Regions from separate parts of the Zea mays genome. Here region 1 is linked to region 2. Evidence: chromatin contacts called from public Hi-C data. All regions are on one chromosome and are shown on one strand. The core of a region is the stretch at or near the end of the contact, and the rest is flanking DNA. Distances in the headings are between cores, read along the strand shown.

Region 1 (3,413 bases), core at 795-3,294, 42 kb before region 2:
GCCGCCTCAACATTAAATACGCCCTGTCTACTCCACTGACAAGCGATGTGTCGCCTCAGCATTTAATGTGCCCTGTCCACTCTGCTGACGGGCGGCGGCCAGGCTATCCTGCAGGCGGCGTGCCCGTCCGCCCGGGAGGCAGGCAGTACGCCCGTGCTGCGGCATACACTATGCTCATCATCACAAGTACGTTGCCAGTGAAGCTTTTGCTGCACGCCGATACTACGCAGGCTGCGGATATCAGGACGCAAGGAGATTGCCCTGGCGACCGACATTAGTTGTTCCAAGTATTACATCTGTTATATCCCTCGGCCCGCATGTCGCGGCTTAGCACCCTTGTACGTGCCCCTTTAGCTATAAAAGGGGAGGCACACAACGTTACAACACAAGCAGACTCAGACCCAGCTTAGGCTCACAAGTTCATACAAGCTCTCAAGCTCAATACATCACACAGTGGAGTAGGGTATTACGCTCTGGCGGCCCGAACCACTCTAAACTCTTGTGTGTTCTTGTGTTTGTGCATCGCATAGCAGACAGGCAAAACGCTTAGGCCCCTCCTCATCTTAGGATTTAGGGCGGGTGCATTCCGCCACCCGGCCGGAGAATTTCCTCTCCGACAGTGTTAAACATACAAATAAACATAGATGTTCTGTAAAGGAGGAAGTTTAGATTTAATAGCTGAACTTCAAAACTATATTATGGGATGGAGGGAGTAGTTTTTATAGAACATATTATTTTTTTAATAAGACAAATGATTGAAGTTTTTGAAAATATCCACGTCAAATAAAAAGGAACATAGGAAGTACATTTGACCTTTCGCTGAACCAAGTATGTCTAAATTTTAATTGCTCGATGTTGAAGATACATATGTTTGAAGTTCGACAGTTAAATATAAATTACTTTCTTTGTAAGAAAATATGTGCCTATTTGTATGTTTAACACTATAAAATAGAGCTTGTATGTTTTATCTATTTATGTTTTTCTTATGGGCAGAAGAGATAAAAATGGGTTGTGAAATGAATAGGGTTAATTTGGTATATATATATATATATATATATATATATATATATATGGTATAAGCAATAAAAGAATGCAAAATATAGATGAAGTGTTGTTTTCCGAATTAATTTGGTGAAACCAGTGCTGTTTTAAGAATTGCTTAAAAGCGGATGCTATTTTCTAAACATCTTCTCAAACCAATGCCGTTTTGTGGATTCTCCCACAACGCCCTAGCATGTATTTGGTTTCGGAACGACGTGCCTATTTTTCTGGGTTGGGTCGGACCCGTTTCTTATTTGGTTTCAGTTACAGGTTGAACCTAGTTTTTTGCTTGATTACAAGGTTAAAGTGGGTTGGAGCTGCACCATCTCTTGTTTGTTTCTGATGAGGGATGAATTAAAGCCATTATTAACCAAGTCATAAATTTTTAGTGATGAGGTCTCACTGTTACATTTCAGTCATAATTAAAGGAACATCCCAACAACATTGCCATGGCTAGCTGGCTTGTCTAGGCGATGACGAGCACTGACCTTTACTTGTTCGACGATAGCACTAGCAAGGCTCGTGGGTTGTGCCTACTGGAGAACACGCCGGCATCAGAGGGCAGGCCAGTGGGGGACTGACGGTGGGAGGCGCAGCAACCGGTAGGGGAGTCTGACGGCGCTGACGGAGGCCAGCACGCTGGAGGGTAGGCCAGTGGGGGACTGACGACAGGAGACAGGCGGGGGATTAACGTCGGAGGGTAGGTCGGCAGGGGTCCCTTGTCCCAGCAGGCTGGCAGTGGCGGCGCACCCTTTGCCGATCTCGAGTGGATAAGGCACGGGTGACAGGAGGGTGGAAAGGAAGTGGATCGAAATAGTTCGCGTGTTTTTTAGAAATCACTAGAACCCACATTTTAAAGAAGTATTTTGACCCAGAACCAACTTAACCCGTGAGCCTTTTAAACAAAATATGGATTTTTGTACGTTAAATCCGTTCCAACCCGCATTAACCCGCTAACAAATACACGTCTAGTTCCCCACCTCACGCGGTCCCGCCTACTCCTCCATAGTCACAGGCTGATCCCGCTTCTCTCCCCTCTGCGTCCATGTCCCTGGCTCCTCGCGCCCTCTGCCTCTCGCCGCCGCAGCTTTTTCACCGAGGCGCCCTCCTCCGCCCGCTGCTGCGCGGCATGGCCTCCTGTGCCGCCACCGGGTCTCACGTCGCTGCAGAGGCGCCCCCTTTTGGTGTGGGGGGATGGGGCGCCAGCGACCCGCGGTGGCTCGTCCTGGAGAAGCTACCCGCGAGCTACCCGACAACCCGCGATCTGACACCATCCCGCGGGAGGTTCTAGCCTGCCTCCTCCTTCCCTTACACTCGCCGCTGGCGTCATTCAAGCGCGCTCGATTAGCTGCTCCTTCCTCATGTTTTTGTTAGGCTAGCAACTAGCGCATCGGCCTGCTGTGCTGTTGCAGGTCCTGCACGCCTGTTACTCCAGGGTGTTTCCTTCTGCCAAAGGGGACAACCTCAAGCTGGTTGCGTGGTCTTATTCCGTAGCCGATCTACTCGATCTGGATCACAAAGATTGAGCCTGAAATCCTTAGTTGTTACAGTTCTCATTTCTAGCTGCTTATCTATAAGCGGACATCCTATGACAAGTTGCAATGGACTAAAGGATGGCGTCTGGCGAAGCAGGGAGAACCTTATCACACCTTTCTTAGAAGCACTGAAACGAAGTTGCTTAGTGTTGACATTGATGGAATTGCAAGTGTTAGATTTTTGCCCCTTACCTACTGGTACTGCCCTGATCGTGTGGGCAATTGCTTGATTAGAGAATTTATTTATGGAAATGAAGGGGTGGGGATTTTGCTTGTCGACGGGCGCGTGCCAGTGTGCCACAAGTCGGGCTCGTACGTTTGCAGCTGCACGAGCTGAAGGTTGGGTGTCTAACAATAGCTGCCATCGAATTTGCACCAAGATCTTACTGTAGCTACCATTGGGACCTAGTTACGAACATTTGCACGCACAGTAGGAAGCTCGCTTGTAAATTTGAGTTTGTTTGGGGTAGTGTGAGTGGCAGATTACATTGTTGGATCTTTTATGGGCTTAGCCCATTTATTCAATAAACTCTATGGTGTGTAATGGTGGAGAATACCAATAATACCATATTGGAGGTCCAAGTGTCGTTGGCTTGAGTTATATGGTGGGAATTATTCCACTTGATTTGAGAAGACAAGAAACGGATAAGGGCGTGCTACGCGCGCGCGTCACCGGCTGGGTCGGGCTCGGGCGTGGCAGGCGGCGGGCGGGCGTGGTTGTGTTAATTTTTAGCACTCATTAACCGCGGGAGTTTCAACTCCGGGTTAAACCTTTCAGTTGTCTGTCTCTTCGTCAGCCGCATGCGAGATTCTTCTCCTTCAGCTTCCCTTCCGTAG
Region 2 (3,257 bases), core at 415-2,914:
CCTGTTAACAAAGTCTGACTCCATAGAAACACCTGTTTTCTTTGTATTCCCTAGAGCTTGACCTGGAGCCACCTCCTCGTGCGTCCCACGAGCCAAGCCCAACTCCATGTACAGGATACCAATCAAATAAAACATGTATATGGCAGGCCTGCCATGCCTCATCTAGACATCCAATCATACCATGCATAATATGTCGTAATGGGAATCTACACACACAGCAACAACACATATCTTGATTTTTTTCAAATAACTTTAGTGCTTTTATAAGACCACACATGTAGAATGAAACCAAATTTCAGACTCGAAATTTCTTTTATAACACATTTGCCTCATATCTACTGAGACTGTGATGTATAAGAAGGCATGAATTAGTCAACTTAAAATGTCATTTCTAACTATGGCCTCTATTTGTTATATATAAAATATATGCAATAAAGAAACTATCTAGATGTGCAACTAAATTACTGCCATAAAAGATTTATGGAATCTATATTTCAAACCTATTGCTAGCTTATCAAATTATGGTAGAAAGTTAAAGCACACAACAAGGTACCTAACATGAACACAGGAGATAAAAAGTGGTTCTTGTTTGAGCCTCTCGTAGGGATGATCTCGCAAGGGTAAAGCTCTCGGTCGGATAACTCTATAGATAGCCCATGAGACTTTTCCACAAGTAAGAGGGTCTCCGAGATGACCTCTTCTAGGCTGCTCTCTGTTGCCTTCCTCTACACCGACGTGCTGGGAGGACGGAGGTGGAGAAAAGGAAGGGGCTAATGGTGGTGAGGCTGACACACCTTTCGTCGCCGGTGAGGTTAGCGAGAAAGAGGTCGCAGGTGGCGGCGATGTCAATAGATGAGATATACGATATGAGCGACACAGATGTGATTCTAAGAATATGTAATTCCGTGCACACCTAATAAGGGGACGCAAGCAGGGGTGGTGGAGGAAGGGGAAGGGTCCTCACAGGGGAAGCATTTCTTAACGTTTGGCCACTTTCGTGCAGGGTCAGGCCTAAGCCGGCCCCTCACGTGTGGTAACATCAAGGATATTACTGCAGAGATTGCGACAACAACCTATCTTATATCTCATATATGCAATAAGGCAAACAAATTTGATTTATGAAAAAGTGCTACTCCAACGCATGAGATATTCTTCTATTATATATTGTATAATATATACACAAAACCACTTGTAAGTTCAACATCCCCTTTGGATCAACAAAGCCCACAGCCACCCAATGTGACAATATTCCACTAGAGCAACACTGGAACAGCAACCAGTGGCGCGCCGCGGAGACGCACGAAGTGCCACACGTGTGCCTGTCCACACGCCATCCGCTGAAGCCCTTTTGGCATCCCCTCCCTCCACCATGGGTGCGGGTGGCCCCCCGGAGGCGATAAGCCCCGGCGCATCCTGGCCGCCCGTTTCGAATTCACGCTTCCCAACGGTCGCGCCACCCTCTCCGACTCCCGCACCCGCCGTCGCTTGCCCTTCCGCCACTGACCGCTCGGCCTCCCGCTTCCGGGACCCACGCGTCGGTCACTCCATCACGAACTTCTTATGTGGCAGCCATGCCGCGCGGACGGGGGCCCGAACCCTAGTGGCGGACGAGGGTGCTAGATAGGGGGGACACGTGACCCGGCAACCATGGGCACGGGCAGGAGGAAGGGCAAGCGCAGCGCCGCCGTGGCTTCCGTCGACGACGCTAACGAGGCCATGGCTTCGGCGGAGGCGCTCTGTGTGGAGCATCAGGACCCACCGCTGGCTTCAGCGGAGGGAACCGATGAGGCCAAGGCGGCCAACGGGGAGGCGACGGCGGTGGTGGAGCCGGACGAGCCGAGGCGGGACTCGTCGCCGGAGCGGGGCGACGGGGATGCCGCGCGGCTGAAGCTCCTCAACGGCATTCTCATCCGCACGGCCTCCGAGGAGCGGGAGCGGGTGGCGGCGCTTGAGGCGCGGCTCGCTGAACTCTCCGCCGACGCCGCCGTGCTCGCGGACGGGGAGAGCGCGGTACTGCTCGCGGCCTTCTCTGCCCAGCTCAGGGCCGTGGAGGAGGAGCAGGCTGCGCTGCTGGACCGCATTGCGGTGGCGCAGGAGTCCCTTGAGCGCGCCCAGGCGGAGGCGGCCAGCGAGGCCAGGGCCAGCGCAGACGCCACGGCGCGGCTCCAGGAGGCGATCGTGGAGAACGGCTCGCTCTCAGAGCAGCTCCGTGCGAAGGCGGATGAGGCGGACGCGGCGGCCGAGCGGGTGGCCGGACTGGAGGCTGCGGTTGCGGGATTGGAGTCCCAGATCTCGGACCTGCGCGCGAAGAGGAGTGAATTCGAGAGCCAGTTGGAGGCCATGCGGGCGTCAGCTCGTGCTGTCCAGTCCGAGAAGGATGTGTTGGAATCAAGCTTCAACGAGCTCAAGAAGGAAAACGAGGCGTACAAACAGGAGATGGAGGCTACGCTTCAGGATCAATTGAAGGAGTCGGAGGCTCTGCAATCCAGGAAGGTGGAATTAGAGGCGAAGGTGGGTTCTTTGGAGGCAGAGCTCTCAGAGGCCGTCGCTAGGAACCATGGATTGGAGTTGGAAGGGCACAAATTGGATGTAGAGATGGCCGCTACCAAGGCGGAGGTGGAGAAGCTCCACGCCTTGCTTGCGGAGATGGACCAGAAGCAGATTGTTGTGGCTGCTGAAGTGGCTAGGCTCCAAAGTGAGCTTGACCAAGTGGCGATGGCGAATGAAGCTGCTGCTGGGGCACATGAGGCTGAGAAGAAGATGATGGAGGGTGAATTGGAGATGCTGAAGGTGAACGTGGACATGGTTCAGGCTGAGAAAGATAGTGCCTTAGTCTTGGTAGATGCTAAAAATGCTGAGGTTGGAAAGTTGAGGGATGAACTGAAGAAGCTCAACAGTTCCATGGCTGCGCTCCGTGCTCTCTATGATGATCTTGATGGAAAGTCTTCTTTCCTCCACGATGAGAAAGTTTCGGTTCTCAAAGAACTTGAGCAGGAGAAAGCTGAAGCAGAAAAGCTGAAGTCCAAAATCCAGGAGCTTGAATCCTGTAACAGAGACAATGTTCATGAGATTGGGGTGCTGAAGGCAGAAGTTGGTGGCAGGGACAAACAAATCAATGACTTGAACAGTGAGCTTGAGCAGGTGCAGCTTGCAGTAGCCGATGCAGAGCGCAGTGGGAAGAATGTGGTCTGGACATGGCTGTGCCCAGCTACCACAACCGTGTTAGCAGCTGCGTCCTTTGTCTACGCCGCACGTAG

The links. A called contact is a pair of places that touch in the nucleus more often than the background predicts.
Region 1: a contact with region 2 is called in a Hi-C map of ear, with 2.3 times the contacts expected there. The contact joins the enhancer-like site here to the promoter of LOC100381647 in region 2. A contact is called at or near these places in 5 of 25 Hi-C or Micro-C datasets (bundle sheath, ear, leaf and 1 more).

The regions. Positions count from the first base shown.
Region 1 is chr4:4,910,577-4,913,989 of Zm-B73-REFERENCE-NAM-5.0, reverse strand. No RefSeq gene overlaps it. Among protein-coding and RNA genes, the nearest start is that of LOC100381647, 42 kb to the right of the region's middle. Within about 2 kb of position 2,044, at least 12 of the 20 cell types and tissues checked have an H3K27ac peak or open chromatin away from gene starts, as enhancers often do. A contact at or near this core is called in ear and tassel, where this site is marked.
Region 2 is chr4:4,868,246-4,871,502 of Zm-B73-REFERENCE-NAM-5.0, reverse strand. It overlaps LOC100381647, which reads left to right and starts at 1,664. Exons shown (of 1, transcript NM_001174462.1): 1 at 1,664-3,257. The coding sequence starts at 1,717.